Regions from separate parts of the Sus scrofa genome. Here regions 1, 2 and 4 are each linked to region 3. The links are chromatin contacts, called in public Hi-C maps. All regions are on one chromosome and are shown on one strand. Each heading gives the region's core, a stretch centred on a gene start, on an enhancer-like site or on the middle of the called end of the contact. The rest is flanking DNA. Distances are from core to core; before and after follow the strand shown.

Region 1 (3,767 bases), core at 1,137-3,636, 170 kb before region 3:
GGAGATTCTCATTTGTGCAAACTCCACTGAGGAGCTATTGTGTGCCAGAATTACTAGTGCCATGGAGACACATAAAGCTTCTATTTGACATGGTTACAAAAAACGTTACCTGCTACTCTAGGGAATGTTGCTCACGTAAGCTAAAAAAGTTCAGAGGAGTTCCCAGAAAGGCTCAGCGGAAATGAATCTGACTAGTATCCACGAGGACACAGGTTCGATCCCTGGCCTCGCTCAGTGGGTTATAGGTCTGGTGTTGCCGTGAGCTGTGGTGTGGGCCAGTGGCTACAGCTCCAATCGACCCCTAGCCTGGGAACCTCCATATGACGAGGGTACAGCCCTTCAAAAAAAAAAAAAAAAGTTCAGAAACATGAGTTCCTGCTGTGGCACAGTGGATTAGTGATCCAGCTTTTCAGTGGGCATTGCTGGTTTGCTCCTAGGGCCAGTGCAGTGAGTCAGGGATCCAGCATTGCCGAAGCTGTGGCTAGAACACAGACGTGGCTCTGGCCCTTGACCTTCCATATGCTGCAGGTGCATCCCAAAAAGAAAAAAAAAAGAAAGTTCAAAGAAAAGAACCAGAAGCAGAGTAGTGGGTAGTGGTCAAGACCAGGAAAGATTAGGGGGAAGATTAGTGTAAGCAATTACATGATAATTAGTTATCAGTAAGTATAAGCAATTAGTATACGAATAACAGAAAACAGAAAAGAATTTTCTGCATATAGTGATCAAAAATGTTTGCAACAACTCAATAACAAACAACCCTGCTGAAAAATGGGCAGAAGACCTAAATAAGCATTCCTCCAAAGAAGACAATACAGACGGCCAAAAAACACATGAAAAGATGCACAACATTGCTAATCATTAGAAAAATGCAAATCAAAACTACCTCGTGCCAGTCAGAATGGCCATCATTAAAAAGTCTACAAATAACAAATGCTGGCGAGGATGTGGAGAAAAGGGAACCCTACTGCACTGTTGATGGAAATGTAAATTGGTGCAACCAGTTTGGAAAACAGTATGGAGGTTCCTCAAAAATCTAAAGATAGAATTGCCATATGATCTAGCAGTCCCACCCCCGGGTAGGCATATATCCAGATAAAACTATAATTCAAAAAGATACATGCACCCCTATGTCCACAGCAGCACTGTTTACAATGGCCAAGACATGGAAACAACCTCAATGTCCATCAACAGATGAGTGGACAAAGATGTGGTGTGTGTATACACACACACACACACACACAATGGAATATTAGCCATAAAAAAGAATGAACTGTGGAATCTAAAATACAATATAGGAGTTTCCATTATGGCTCAGCAGGTTAAGAACCCAACATAGTCGCCGTTCCATCCCTGGCCTCGCTCAGTGGGTTAAGGATCTGGGGTTGCTGCAAGCCGTGGTATAGGTCATAGATGCAGCATGGTTCTGGCGTTGCCGTGGCTGTGACATAGGTCTGCAGCTGCAGCTGCAATTTGACCTCTAGCCCAGGAGCTTCCATATGACACAGGTGCAGCCATAAAAAATAAATAAAAATAAAACACAACACAAATTAACATATTTACAAAACAGAAACAGACTCACAGATATGACAAACAGATTTCTGGTTGCCAGGAGGGAGATAAGGATTGGGAGTTTGGGATTATCGGAGGCAAACTAGTATATGTAAAGGATGGATAAACAACAAGGTCCTACCATGTAGCATAAGGAATTATATTCAGTATATTGTGATAAACCATAATGAAAAAGAATATGAAAAGTTATGTGTGTATGTGTGTATAACTGAAACACTTTGCTGTATAGCAGCAATTAACACATCTTGTAAATCAACTATATTTCAATAAAATATTTTTAAAATAATTCAACCTCTAAAAATAGCAATAATTCTTAGAAAGTTTAAAAATTCAGTTCTTTCCCAAAGTTATCACAATTTCACATCATGCGTCATCCTGTATTCTAATTTCCCCTGTTTCGAAGTATAAACTTAACCTCTCTGGGTATTACTTTCCTGCATCTAGACTCAACCATAGTAGCTGATGCTACTCCCTTGGCTGCCCTCAGCAGCAAAAGAATCAAAAATGAGGAAATGAGGTCCTCCAGTCCATGGAACCTTTCTATCCACTTGAACTGCCCACTTTCCACTCTTCAACATTATCTGATACCCACGTCTCTTATCAAAAGTGCCTCCTACAGGACAGCAACATTTTAAGTTGAGGAAGATGAAGAAAGTTTTTTGAAAAGAAGGAAAAAAGCCCAGAGTTCAGCCGATGCGCTTTTTCCAGTGCTGGTTTAGATTTCACATTTCCTCTTGGCTTTCAGGAGATGTCCTTTGGCAAAAAGGTGTTTTTGTTTCCAGTCAAAACAGACCCAATTTTTTTCTCTTGTCACGTGCCTGGCCAGAGCCAGTTGGCTGCTGTAACATGATCACCTTGGCCAGGATCCCAGCACACCCGTGTATTAACAGGGTGAGGCAGCAGCAGCTCAGCAACAGGGCAGCACCTCACACAGGGGCTGGAGGAAGAGAAAGCGGTACCTCGGAGGTGCTGGGAAACAGTCCACTGCAGAGGTGAGTGCAAGCTGGGAAGCCACGCAGAGAAGCTGGTCACCAAGGTCAGGATGTGTCCAAGTTCATTTAAAGTTCACCCTTCTTCCCTCTACCACCTTTCCGTCTTCTCCACTTACAGTACTGGTGACATGTGCCTCTGAACAATGTCCTGGGATGTTACGTTAGTACACAGAGTTCCCTTCATAGCTCACTAATGTCCTCTGCCTGTGTGCGCACCATCTACCTCCTCTGTAGTCTTGTTTTTCTAGCATTTGACAGGTAATTCTGTCAAATGGACTGGGTTTGGCTTAAAAAGTCCCAAGTCAGAACTTGAAAATCTGAACTGGAAGAGACTGCCAGGATGCAACTGTGGTTGAATTGCTTCTCCTCTCTAATTTGCTGGGGTCACCTGGAAGGGATGGGGCTAATTATAAGACTTAAAATTGCAAGGACCCAAGATAGATGTGTGGGCTAGGAGATGGACAACCATACCAAAGCTGTTTTGATGCAACATAGAGGGATTTATCAACAGCTCTTCGGTGCTAGACTTACCTCTAAGTAAGTGTGGTACACCTCTGAGACACCCACAGAGGTCACTGTGTGAGGGGAATGCAGTGTGCATAGATGGGGTGAGCAACGGACCCGTGGTTTTCAGGGTGCTCATACAGGTCCTGAGAGGCTGAGGCAAGCAAGACAAGACAGACTTGTAGGCTGCTTCAGTTTCATATGCAATTCCAACTACATTTCTCTGGTTGGGATATGAAGATTCAGTTCAATTTAGTAAAGCAAATGTTCTGCTCATTAGCTTCTGACTTTAGAAAGTAGTGCAGGGACAGGTGCTTAAATGTTCAAGAGCCAGTGCTGGACACATTCTGAGGGCAAAAAGCAAGTCTTCTTTTCCTCTTTCATTTATTTAGCAAAAACTTCCTGAGTATCTGCTACAAACCAGGCTTGTGTTTGGTGCTGTGGATCTCACAGTAAATAAAACAGGCAGGCTTTCAGCCTCATGAGCATGCAGTCAAGTGGGGCAGTTAACTCAAAAAGAGTCTTTAAGTACCCACTGCAAAAGCTGCGAAGGGAGCACTGATAAAACTGTCCAGAGACATTTTTTAATTCCAGAGGTAAATGAGAGTCATTTTTGTCTTGGAGTTTAACTCTTTTCTACATGCATTTCATTGTCTTGAATGAATATCGTAACATAAATGTTACTTCATATTCTCCTCCTAC
Region 2 (3,621 bases), core at 763-3,262, 150 kb before region 3:
ATGACAGGAACTCCTTTAAGGTCTATTTTGTCTGATAGGAGTATTGCCACTCCAGCTTTCTTTTGATTCTTGTTTGCATGGAATATTTTCTTCCATCCTCTTTCAATTTGTATGTGCCCCTAGAAGTGAAGTGGGTCTCTTGAAGACTGCATATACATGGGTCTTATTTTTGTATGCATTCAGCCAGTCTAGGTCTTTCGGTTGGGGGATTTAGTCCATTTACATTTAAGGTAATTATTGATATGTAAATCCAAGCCACGTCTGCGACCTACACCACAGTCACTGCAGTACCAGATCCTTAACCCACTGAGTGAGGCCAGGTATAGAATCATAGAATATATGTATGATTGTTTTAAGTTGTTGGTCTCTTAATGCAAGTGCATCTTCAGTGTCCTGCATTTGTACCCTCTTCTTTTCATGATTTCTGGGTTTTGTAGCATATTTGTGTGTGGATGATTTCCTATCTTTAATGTATGTACGCCTTTACTGGTGAGCCTTGTTATTTTTGGGGTTTTTTTTTGTCTTTTTAGGGCCTCACCTGTGGCATATGGAGCTTCCCAGGCTAGGGGTTGAATAGGAACTGTAGCCTCCCGCCTACACCAGAGCCACAGCAATGCCAGATCCAAGCCGTGTCTGCAACCTACACCACATCTCACAGCAATGCTGGATCCTAAACCCACCGAGTGAGGCCAGGGATGGAACCCACAACCTCATGGTTCCTAGTCAGATTCGTTAACTACTGAGCCACAATGAGAACTCTGATTTGTAGTATTTTTGTTTCTAGTTGTGGCCTTTTCTTTTACATCTAGAGAAAAGTTCCTTTAGTATTTGATGTAAAAGCTGGTTTAGTGGTGCTGAATTCTCTTAACTTTTGTTTATAAAGCTTTTGATTTCTCCTTCAAATCTGAACAAGAGCCTTGCTGAGTAGAGTAATCTTGGTTGGAGGTTTTTCCTTTCATCATTTTAAGTATATCATGCCACTCCCTTTTGGCCTGCAGAGTTTCTGCTCAAAAATCTACTAATAACCTTACTGGGGTTCCCTTGTATGTTATTTGCTTCTTTTCCCTGTTTTCAGTATTTTCCTTTGTCTTTAATTTTGGTCAGTTTGATTAATATGTGTCTTGGAGTGTTCTTCCTTGAGTTTATTTTATATGTTACTCATTGTGCTTCCTGGACTTGAGTGAGTGGGTCCTTTCCTATGTTAGGGAAGTTTTTAGCTATTATCTCTTCAAATATTTTCTTTGACCCTTTCTCTCTTCTCCTTCTGGCACCCCTATAATATGGATGTTTGTGTATTTAATGTTGTTCCAGAGTTCTCTTAGACTGTCTTCATTCTTTTCAATCTTTTTTCTCTTTTCTGTTCCATGTCAGTGATTTCCACTAGTCTGTCCACCTTGCTTATTTGTTCTTCTGCCTCCTGTATTCTGCTGTTGGTTGCTTCTAGTGAATGTATTTCAGTTATTTTATTTTGCATCTCTGCTTGCTTAGTCCTTAAATCTATTTCTTTGCTCAATGTTTCTTGTAATTTATCAGTCTTTGCCTCCAGTTTATTTCCAAGATCTTGAATCATCTTTACTATCATCAGTCTAAAGTCTTTCATGGAAGTTGGTAATCTCCAGTCACTCCCTGTTTTTCCAGGAGATCCTCCAAGAACTAAAGTCAGGTCTGACCCAGATTCCTTTGGAGTGTCTGCTTTGCCTTGAGATCCAGTGCACATGAAAGCCTGTGTACACCTTTCAAGAATGGATTCTCCCTTTCCCCCAGTCCCATGGAGCACCTATGCACAAGCCACACTGGCCCTCAATGCCAAATGCTCCATGGGCTCCTACCCCCCATGCTAGGTCCCCAGGCATGGGAAACTACGCTAGGGCTCAGAACTCTCACTCTTGTCGGTGAGCCTCTGCATGGTAACTCTCACTCTTGTCGGTGAGCCTCTGCATGGAACGAACGTCCCTGGAATCACTGCCAGTAGGGAGGGACAAAGTACTTATTTGTTCACAGTGAGAGGTCAGAGATACTTGGGATGTGACATTACGGAAAAGTGGGACGTGAGCAAAGGTCGTATCTGAATTTGAAGTGTTGATCAGCATTACCTAAAATACCCTGCAGAGCACTGGTGCTGTGAGGCTAATGGATGGTATGGCCATATGATCTGTCATCCAAATGCGACATTTGTGAGAGGCAAGGAGGGGTTATTAATAATGAGGCTGGAATGCCGGATGTAAGTTGAAACCATCCTGGGCAAACAGGGATGCAAGGCCAACCTATTATGAGATATTCTGAGAAAACAGAGTTCTAGGTAAAGGAAACATGGGAAAAGTTGAGTTCAACAAAGTCCAAGAGGAATTCTCAGAGCTGTTACCACACTGGCCTGGACCTTGACTCTCCAAGAGGGCAGGCTCTGAAGATGGTTCCATTGGAAGCCCCTAAGAGACGGGTTTTCCTCTTTGACAGAAGCTAACTGGACGCCTGAAGTCCCTTTGTTCATGTCATGTCCACGGGGATTAGGGGCCTGAGTGCCTGTTGTCAGCCACGCGCCCTACCACACCAAGCTCTTCTTTGGCTTTTCCTGCCCTCGGCAATTCTTAAAGGGCTCGTGGGCACAGACTCGCAAATGTCAACTGAAATTCATTTATATCTAGACTACATCACACATCTTAGCATCATTTTGTATCGTATAGTCTCTATCCACTTAGGTTGTGATCCCCATTTCATAACTAAGAGGAGAAATAGAGACTGCCCTTAAGCGACCTGTCCCAGCTCCCACAGCTAGTCTGTCACCCCAAGACTAAAGTCAGGCCTGTTGTCCCCAAGCACCAAGACCTCCCTGGCAAGGGTCTGTCTAAATGCAGCCTCGGTCACTACCTCGGGAAACAGGTAGGCTTCCAATTCCTGAGGTTGCCCTGACATTTTCCTTCTGCTTCCAAAACTTAGGTGCCACCCAGGTACCTGTTTTTTTCTTCTGGAGCTTTAGTGGACTTCTGCTGGTGGTTGACACAACTGGAAAGCCTAACTTCATCTCCCGCTACCGAATTCAGGTCGGCAAGAATGACCCTGTAAGTGTTGCTGCAGCTTCTCCTGGTCAAAGCACAGAAAATAAGGGCTAAAGCCACACTCTCAAAATGCTCCCGGCTGGCCTAGAAGAGACCATGGCTATTGAGAGCCACATCCCCCTCTTTGGCAGTTAGAGAGAGGACATAATATGGTCCAAATCTCAGAGCCCATCAGTCAAGGTCAATGTCTGGTCTTCTGACTCCCAGACCTCACTCTCTACGTGCCTGGGATGGTCCAGGGCACTGTGCTCACCATTTTAGGAACAGAAATGATTGTCTCAGTGTGGCTGGCACAGTGCATCCCAGAGATGTCAGGCAGTTCCCCGCTCATCTACAGGAGCAGGGACAGCAAAGCCTAGAAGCTGAAACCATGGATAGCAGTTGCTGAAACAATGGATTAAGCCCTTTAAAATATCAATTCTGAATGTGGGGGTGGTGGTTATTTTTTAATCAGGTCTTCCTTCCCAAATTTTTTTTCTTTTTTTTTTGTCTTTTGTGCTTTTTTAAGGCCGCACCTGCAGCACATGGAGGTTCCCAGACCAGGGGTCTAATCAGAGCTGTAGCTGCC
Region 3 (3,245 bases), core at 136-2,635:
AGCCATGTCTGTGACCTACATCACAGTTCACGGCAACACCAGATCCTTTAACCCACTGAGCAGGGCCAGGGATCGAACCCGAGTCCTCATGGATCCTAGCTGGGTTCATTACCACTGGCTGAGCCACAAGAGGAACATACTGACAATTATTCAGAGCTCTCTGGGGGCTGGGCCCAGGTTAGGTGCCACACATGCATTACTTTGTGTAATCCTGACAACATTCATGCAATACTTTTTTTTTTTTTTTTTTTTTGGCCATGCCTGTGGCATGTGGAAATTCCCAAGCCAGGGATCGAACCTGCGTCCCAGCACTGACTAGAGCCACAGCTGTGACCAAAGCCACAGCAGGGGCGATGCCAGATCCATAACCTCCTGTGTCACAGAACTCTCCTGCGAAGTTTTATAGATGAAAAAATTGAGGCTCAGAGATGAAACTATGAAGCCACATGGTTGGAGCCGATGATATGATTCCAATCTAGTAAGGCTAGCCTATGTGTACAAAAAAATCTGGAGATAACCCCAAACTGGGCCTGGGGATTATGCCTCGGAAACGTCTTATAGGCGCTTTCACTTTCAATGCCATCTCTTTCTGCTCTGTTAAATTTGGTGGAACATGCCTGGACCTTTCTAATCAGAGAAAGCAATATTTTGCTTTAAAAAAAAAAAAAAAAGATTTAGAAAAGTTACTAAAAAAGTTCCTGTCCTGTATCTCCTTGGCCCAGGACCTGGGTACCCTCTCCCCACTGCTCCTTCTTCCAGATGGGGCCACCTGCTTGTCCAGAGTCCCAATCCCCACTGATAAAGGCTGGGGCCCACCGAGCCCCATATCAGGCCCGCACAGCCCCTGCAGTCCCATTCATCTGGTGACCCCAGAGAGGGTGGGCCCAGCCCCAGGAATCAGCAGGTTCCAGGGCCCTGGAGATAAGAGGAGCTTCAGGGGGTGGGTGTACCAGCGGGGCCAGGGTCTGCAGCAGGGGTGTGAGCCAGGGATGCTGGTGGGCCTCTCCCACTGGATGGAAAAGCTGCTAAGACCCAGAGAAGGTGTTACCAGCCTGGTCTGTCTGTGGATGTGACTTTTGTCTGCTGTGTGGCTCTGAGTACATGTCATCCCCTCTCTGAACCCCTGAGGTTCCCCTGAGAGTCTTTGGTTCCAGCCTGCTCCTCTTTTAGGAAGTCACCTGGGCCCCGAAAATACCACTGAGAGTCCCCAGCGTACAGGCCGACAGCAGGATGGACTGTCCTTGGGCCTCCAGGATCAACTCTGAGTGATCCGCGGAGGCCCAGTGTGACCCTGAGCCCTCGCAAACATGCCTGCCTGGTCATGCCCAAGTCGACCGGCCCCAAGGACAAGCCCTGCCACCCAGGGCCAGGCCAAGTCTTGTTTACATGTCCAAAGGTCAGATGCCGCCTTCCAGGGAGGGCCTCAGCGGGTGAGAGTGTGCAGCTGTGTGCCCAGGACTCAGATAAAGTGTGCCCTCGGGAGGGGCGGGCAGCGCCGGGGGAGGGTGGAGTCAGAAGGACGCCCAGCTTGTCGGCAAGGGAGAGCCTCTGCCTGCTCCCTGCTGTGGGCCCTGGGGGTCGCCTCCCCAGCGGCGGGTCCAGGACCACCCTCACGCCCCCTCGCTCCGTGTCCCCGGGCCTAGGACCGCCCTGTACTGCCCATCACCGTTCATCCACCCCCCTGTGCCTCAGTTTCCTCTCAGCTGCGAGGGTGCGGAGAGGGCGGAGGAAGCCGAGGCAGGGTGGGTGGCTGGGGACAGGGGGGCGGAAGGCACTGCACGGGGGAGTCTCTCTCGTTAGCTGTAGCTCCGTGTTGGGGCGTCCCCCCTCCACCGTAAGAGACCCGAGAAAGCCCCCTCGGAGAGGCTCCAAATCACAGGGTGGAGCCTAAAGTCGCCTTCTGCCCTTGAGGCATTTTCCAACGGCTTTCGAATCCTCCCCCCTCCCCTCCCCACTGCCCTATTGTGTCAACAAAAGCCTGGGGGCTTCCATTCTCCTTTCCTTCTTCCATTCCTTTGTGGTGACGGATCTGTACGTTGAAACCTAAAAAGTGGTGCCTCTTCTTCCTTCCTTCCTTTTTCACCTCTCGGCAGCGTATGGAAGTTCCGGGCCATGGATCGAATCTGAGCCAGGAGCAACCTGCGTCGCAGCTGCAGCAATGCCAGATCCTTAACCCACTGCTCCACAGCGGGAACTCCAAAAGTGGTACTTTTTCAATGTGTGTGTGCCCCGTGCACACAGAGAGGGTGTCCACAGAGGATGTCTCTGCCTGGTGGGGCCGGGGGGAGGGGGCGGGGGGGAAAGAGAGCTCTAATTCAACCCCTAGCTTGGGAACTTCCATTCGCCCCTGGGCGAGACCCTAAAAAGACAACAAAACAAGACCGAAAAAAATCCTACTCTCTCTTTTTTTCTTTTACGGCCGCACCTGCGGCATATGGAAGTTCCTAGGCTAGGGGTCAAATCCGAATCCGAGGTGCCGCTGCTGGCCTACACCACAGCCTCAGCCACGCCGAATCTGAACCACATCTGCATCCTACACTGCAGCTCGTTGCAACCTGATTAACCCACTGAGTGAGGCCAGGGATGGAACCACAGCCTCACGGACACTATGTTGGGTTCTAAACCCGCTGAGCCACAGTGGGAACTCCTCCTCTCTCTTTCCTGATAAAGGTAAAAGCCCCTCAGGTATACTGGCGTGGAAAAGTTCCGGCAGGGGTCACACCAAATGATTAATTTAACTCCTGCCATTTTCTTGCTCGGTGACCTCGGCAAGTTACTTAACTCTCAGCCTCAGTTTCCTCTTTTGCAAGTTGATAATCACAGCCCTCCTAAGGTTGTGAGCATTCATACAACTAACAATGGTACATCATTTGGCACATATCAAGCATTCCATAAATATTTAGGGAAATAAGGCAGGAGTCAATATTCAGTGAAATTTATTTTCTGGAATCAAAAGCTCAGCTTTAGGGGGTCGAGGTTTGTCCGCCTGTCTTTGCTGCCACCTAGTGGTCTTAAGTGAGAAAGCACGCATTGGAAGGCTTGCCTGGTCCTTCACTCACTTCAAGGTACAAATTATCCAGGGCCTACAAAGTGCCAGGCGCACACAGGTCAATTCCTTGGAATGTGGTAGGCATCAATGATCCCAGGCCTCTGTGAATCTCCGTTTTCTCAACCCAAGAAGGCGAGTGATAACCCCTTATGTGTTTGTGAGGATAAAACGCAATCATGCATGTAAAGCATTTAAC
Region 4 (3,584 bases), core at 719-3,218, 170 kb after region 3:
CTTTTCTCTGTGCCCTGGTTTCTTTTATGGAAACCAGGCCATTCTAGGTCTAAAGCTGGGGGATTCCAAACTGCGTAAAAGAGGAAAGAGGAAGTTGCTTCCAGAGCTCTGGAGGGGTTGTGATCAACAAACACATAGAGCCGTAGGGAGAGTCAAGGTCACCGTCAGAAGCGCAATGCTGGCTCTCCCTCCCTCTTCTGAGGGCAATTTTGTCCACCTACTTCTGCTAACTGGGCCTTATTGAAGCCTGGTCTGGTCTGCAATTTGTAGTGTCGTTTATAACGTCGGAGAGTGTTCACCTGCAGCTGGAACAGATCAACCTAGAAAGAAGAGGAGAAACACATGATCCATCGCCTGACCAGCCAGGCCGCACCGAGAGCCCACTATGTGCCTAGCACTACACCAGGTAGGGTGGGGATGGAGAGGACTGCAAAGAAGTCTTAGAAATGGCCACTGCTGACTAGTAGGCTGGGAGGACAGAACAGTGGAAACAGAATTCTGGCCGGGGAGGGGTGGTCCCAGAAGGCTGATGGCAGTGATGAAGCTTTCACTAAGGAGAGGCAGTGCTTAGAAAGGCAGAGAGGAACAGAGCTAGAATAGGGAATGAGAGAAGGCCATGCACGCAGAAAGCCAGGAGGGGAACAGATGGGCTAGGGGGTCAGAGGCACTCATGATGGGTTTTAAAGGTAAGCCAGGCTAGGAGCACGTCTTGACAAGCAGGAGCTATCCAAGCTTGGAGGTGCTGTTCCAGGGCTGGATCTGCTGTGGTTTGTAGGAAGATTGGGACAGGGCGGGGAGCGGGGGGAGGGGGGGAGAAGGGTGTGGCAGAGGAAGATGCTATGGCAATGATCCAGAAATGAGACGGTGGAGTTGAGCTCAGGAGGGGTGGTGATGCTAGTGGCAGGCAGCAGGCGTAGAGGGCAAAGGTAAAAGCAGACGGACATCCTGGAGGAAGACAGGCCAGAGCTGGGCAGACTGGACAGAGGGGCATGAAGGAGGACTGAGGGAAGCGCCGCTATTCTCAAACCGTTCTCCCCTAGGCGCAACCTTCCAGTACGAGAATCCTTAACATCCCTCCAGAGAAGCTCAGAGCTACCGCAGCAAGTGGAAAAATCAGGCTGGGGTCAGGGTTTCTGCCGATGACTGGGTAACAGAGGGGACAGGGCCCTCCTTTCTTTTTTTTTTTTCTAACAAAGGAAGAGAGGAAAGCTGCACAGTCATGAAATATTGAAGGCCCAGAAAGTTGGGCTGCCTTTACCTGCCTCTAAAAGAGATGTTCTTGCTTCAGGCAGGTGGAGAGCACTTAAAAAACAAAATGAATGATCAATATGAGGGACCAAAGTCCTTCATTCTTTTCAAACATTCCTCAAATCTTTTTTTTTTTTTTTTTTTTTGGTGAAAAGCACTTAGAAAGTGAATACATCCATTTCTTTGTAAAATAATAATAATGCTAAAGGCATTAGAAAGATACGGTACACCAATGCTAGAAAAGGGGACACAGGGAGGGGCAGAGGGAAAGGACCGTATTTCCAAAGGTTTCCTTGGCCTCTGCAGACAAAGGCCCGCCTACTCTTTCTATTCCCACACAGTCATTTTCACTCTGCGTGCTAACAGGCGGTTGCCTTATGAAATATTCATGCGTCAAATATTCAATGTACATTATAAACGGTTCTTCTTTTGCTGAGTCTTAAGTGAAAACAATTTAGAGAGAAAAAAATCTGATATTCCTTCCTGTAGCCTTGCTTAATAGAGAGTGGCACCTTCATGGAAAGGCAGTCTTCTGGTTTGAGAAGCCAAGGGCTTATGGTCTAGTGCAATGGTTCTCGGCAGGGGATGATTCTGTCCCTCAGAGGACACTTACAATGTCTGGAGACATTTTTGGATGGTCACGACTCAGGGGGTGGTGTGCCTGGTACCTAATGGACAGAAGCCAGGGATGCTATGAGGCATGGGACAGCCCCACCACAAAGAATGATCTGGCCCCAAGTGTCGACAGTGCCAGGGTTGAGAAACTCTGGGCCAGTGTAACTGACCTTGGACTAGGTCTTTGGGAACAAGCCTAGAGCAAGAATCAGAGCTGGTAGAACCTGACAACTCACACTTTATTTCACAGACCAGAAAAGAGAGGGAAGTGACTTCCCCCAATCCGCAGACACACAGTCTCCAACTTTAAGGGGAAAACAAAGTTAAACAAATCTGGACAGGGTGGTTGTATTTAAGCACTTGTCAGGGGCTTCTTGCAGAAAGGCAGCACGGCTTACTAGAGAGGGCACTAGACTAGAGCCCCCAAACTGTGTGACTGAGTGTCTGTAATACGGTGGGGCAGTTGGACCAGCTGATTTCTAAGCTTCCAGCTCTCAGACTCCATATTACTGGGATTCTACGATTCCCTTTTCAAATAAGCCACAGCAACACCAGGGGACTAGAGTTACCTCGTAGACAGCCCAGGCGAGGGAAGGATCAGATCAGAGCCCACCCTTCCTGCCTTCTCAAGCTGCCGTGTCGGGCTTTTACCTCGGGAATGTCTGTGTCGTGCTCAGGAGAGTCTCCACCATCGTCACTTGTCTTCCTCTTCCTTTTATTTCGTACACTCTGGATGAAGTTTTTGTGGAAATCGCAGATATATAGGTGCCTTACCTGATGGAAAGCAGATTAAAGTCAGAGTTGTCACTCCCATGGAAACAGCACCAGGTACCTGTCAAATTCTGGAGCTTCTCTTCTTCGAGAGGCAGTGGAGAAACAGACGGGAGAACCATCATTTCCACAAGTTTACTACAGGGTTACACAAGGAGACCCCCTCCAAGAGAAGGCTACCGTCACACGAGGCGGTGCACCATAAACCAAGCCCCCCGAATGGCAAGGACAACAAATGGTGCCGACGTGGCCAAGGGCAAGGGCCCTGCAGCTGTGCTAGCCCGGGGGGAGGCCTGACTTTGTAGGTCGTAGGTAGACAAGAAGCATCCCAGATGGGAAGAGCCAAGACTTAAGTTTCAAACGAGGCTGGCAGAATGCGTGTCACTTAGGTGGAGGTGACTGCCTGTGTAGGAGCATCATGAGACATCCAGGCGTGGGGGCCATGAGAAGAGCTTAGACATTCAGACAAGACGGAGTCCCCACCCTCGCCCCCCAGGGTTTTGAAGAAGGGCGTAAGGCAACATTTTCAGATCTGGAGGAGTTGTGAACTTCCAACGAGCTGGAACACATTGGCCCTGGGAGCATGAAAGAAGGGACTGTGGTAAGGGTAGGCGGGACATCCTACTTCACGTTGACAATAGCTACGATGACAGCTCTCTGAACAACTTTCTCTCTGTGTATCAATTTATAATTCCTGCATCATCACACAAGTGATCCACAGAGAAGTGGGAAGAGGTGCAGAAACTGTCACAAAGTGGAACCACAGAAAAGAACCTGGATACTAACTAGCACTGATTTTCTAATGCAGGCTGGAGGCGTGATAGTAAGTGAAGGCGGCAACAACAGCTGAGATGGGAAGAACATGTTTTTATTAAGAATAAAGTACCGGGGTGGCTGGAGGAGCTATTCAAAAACCTAGCAAACTGAATGCCTGTGTAAATGACTTGGGG

Evidence for each region. A called contact is a pair of places that touch in the nucleus more often than the background predicts.
Region 1: a contact with region 3 is called in a Hi-C map of liver, with 8 times the contacts expected there. The contact joins the promoter of FAXDC2 here to the enhancer-like site in region 3. A contact is called at or near these places in 2 of 5 promoter capture datasets (fetal liver and liver), 4 of 47 Hi-C or Micro-C datasets (embryonic fibroblasts, liver and skeletal muscle) and 1 of 2 datasets of contacts at active chromatin or transcription factors (alveolar macrophages).
Region 2: a Hi-C map of liver shows a contact between it and region 3, with 7 times the contacts expected there. The contact joins two enhancer-like sites. A contact is called at or near these places in 1 of 47 Hi-C or Micro-C datasets (liver) and 1 of 2 datasets of contacts at active chromatin or transcription factors (alveolar macrophages).
Region 4: a contact with region 3 is called in a Hi-C map of liver, with 5 times the contacts expected there. The contact joins two enhancer-like sites. A contact is called at or near these places in 1 of 5 promoter capture datasets (fetal skeletal muscle), 1 of 47 Hi-C or Micro-C datasets (liver) and 1 of 2 datasets of contacts at active chromatin or transcription factors (alveolar macrophages).

The regions. Positions count from the first base shown.
Region 1 is chr16:68,356,857-68,360,623 of Sscrofa11.1, forward strand. It overlaps FAXDC2 (fatty acid hydroxylase domain-containing protein 2), which reads left to right and starts at 2,387. Exons shown (of 8, transcript XM_021076711.1): 1 at 2,387-2,561.
Region 2 is chr16:68,377,524-68,381,144 of Sscrofa11.1, forward strand. It overlaps FAXDC2 (fatty acid hydroxylase domain-containing protein 2), which reads left to right. Exons shown (of 8, transcript XM_021076711.1): 5 at 2,935-3,056. Among named protein-coding and RNA genes, the nearest start is that of FAXDC2, 20 kb to the left of the region's middle. Within about 2 kb of position 2,013, at least 2 of the 83 cell types and tissues checked have an H3K27ac peak or open chromatin away from gene starts, as enhancers often do. A contact at or near this core is called in liver, where this site is marked.
Region 3 is chr16:68,528,761-68,532,005 of Sscrofa11.1, forward strand. No RefSeq gene overlaps it. Among named protein-coding and RNA genes, the nearest start is that of LARP1, 79 kb to the left of the region's middle. Within about 2 kb of position 1,386, at least 27 of the 83 cell types and tissues checked have an H3K27ac peak or open chromatin away from gene starts, as enhancers often do. A contact at or near this core is called in fetal liver and liver, where this site is marked.
Region 4 is chr16:68,702,808-68,706,391 of Sscrofa11.1, forward strand. It overlaps SAP30L (histone deacetylase complex subunit SAP30L), which reads right to left. Exons shown (of 5, transcript XR_308560.3): 2 at 2,515-2,637; 3 at 222-320. Among named protein-coding and RNA genes, the nearest start is that of SAP30L, 5.4 kb to the right of the region's middle. Within about 2 kb of position 1,969, at least 2 of the 83 cell types and tissues checked have an H3K27ac peak or open chromatin away from gene starts, as enhancers often do. A contact at or near this core is called in liver, where this site is marked.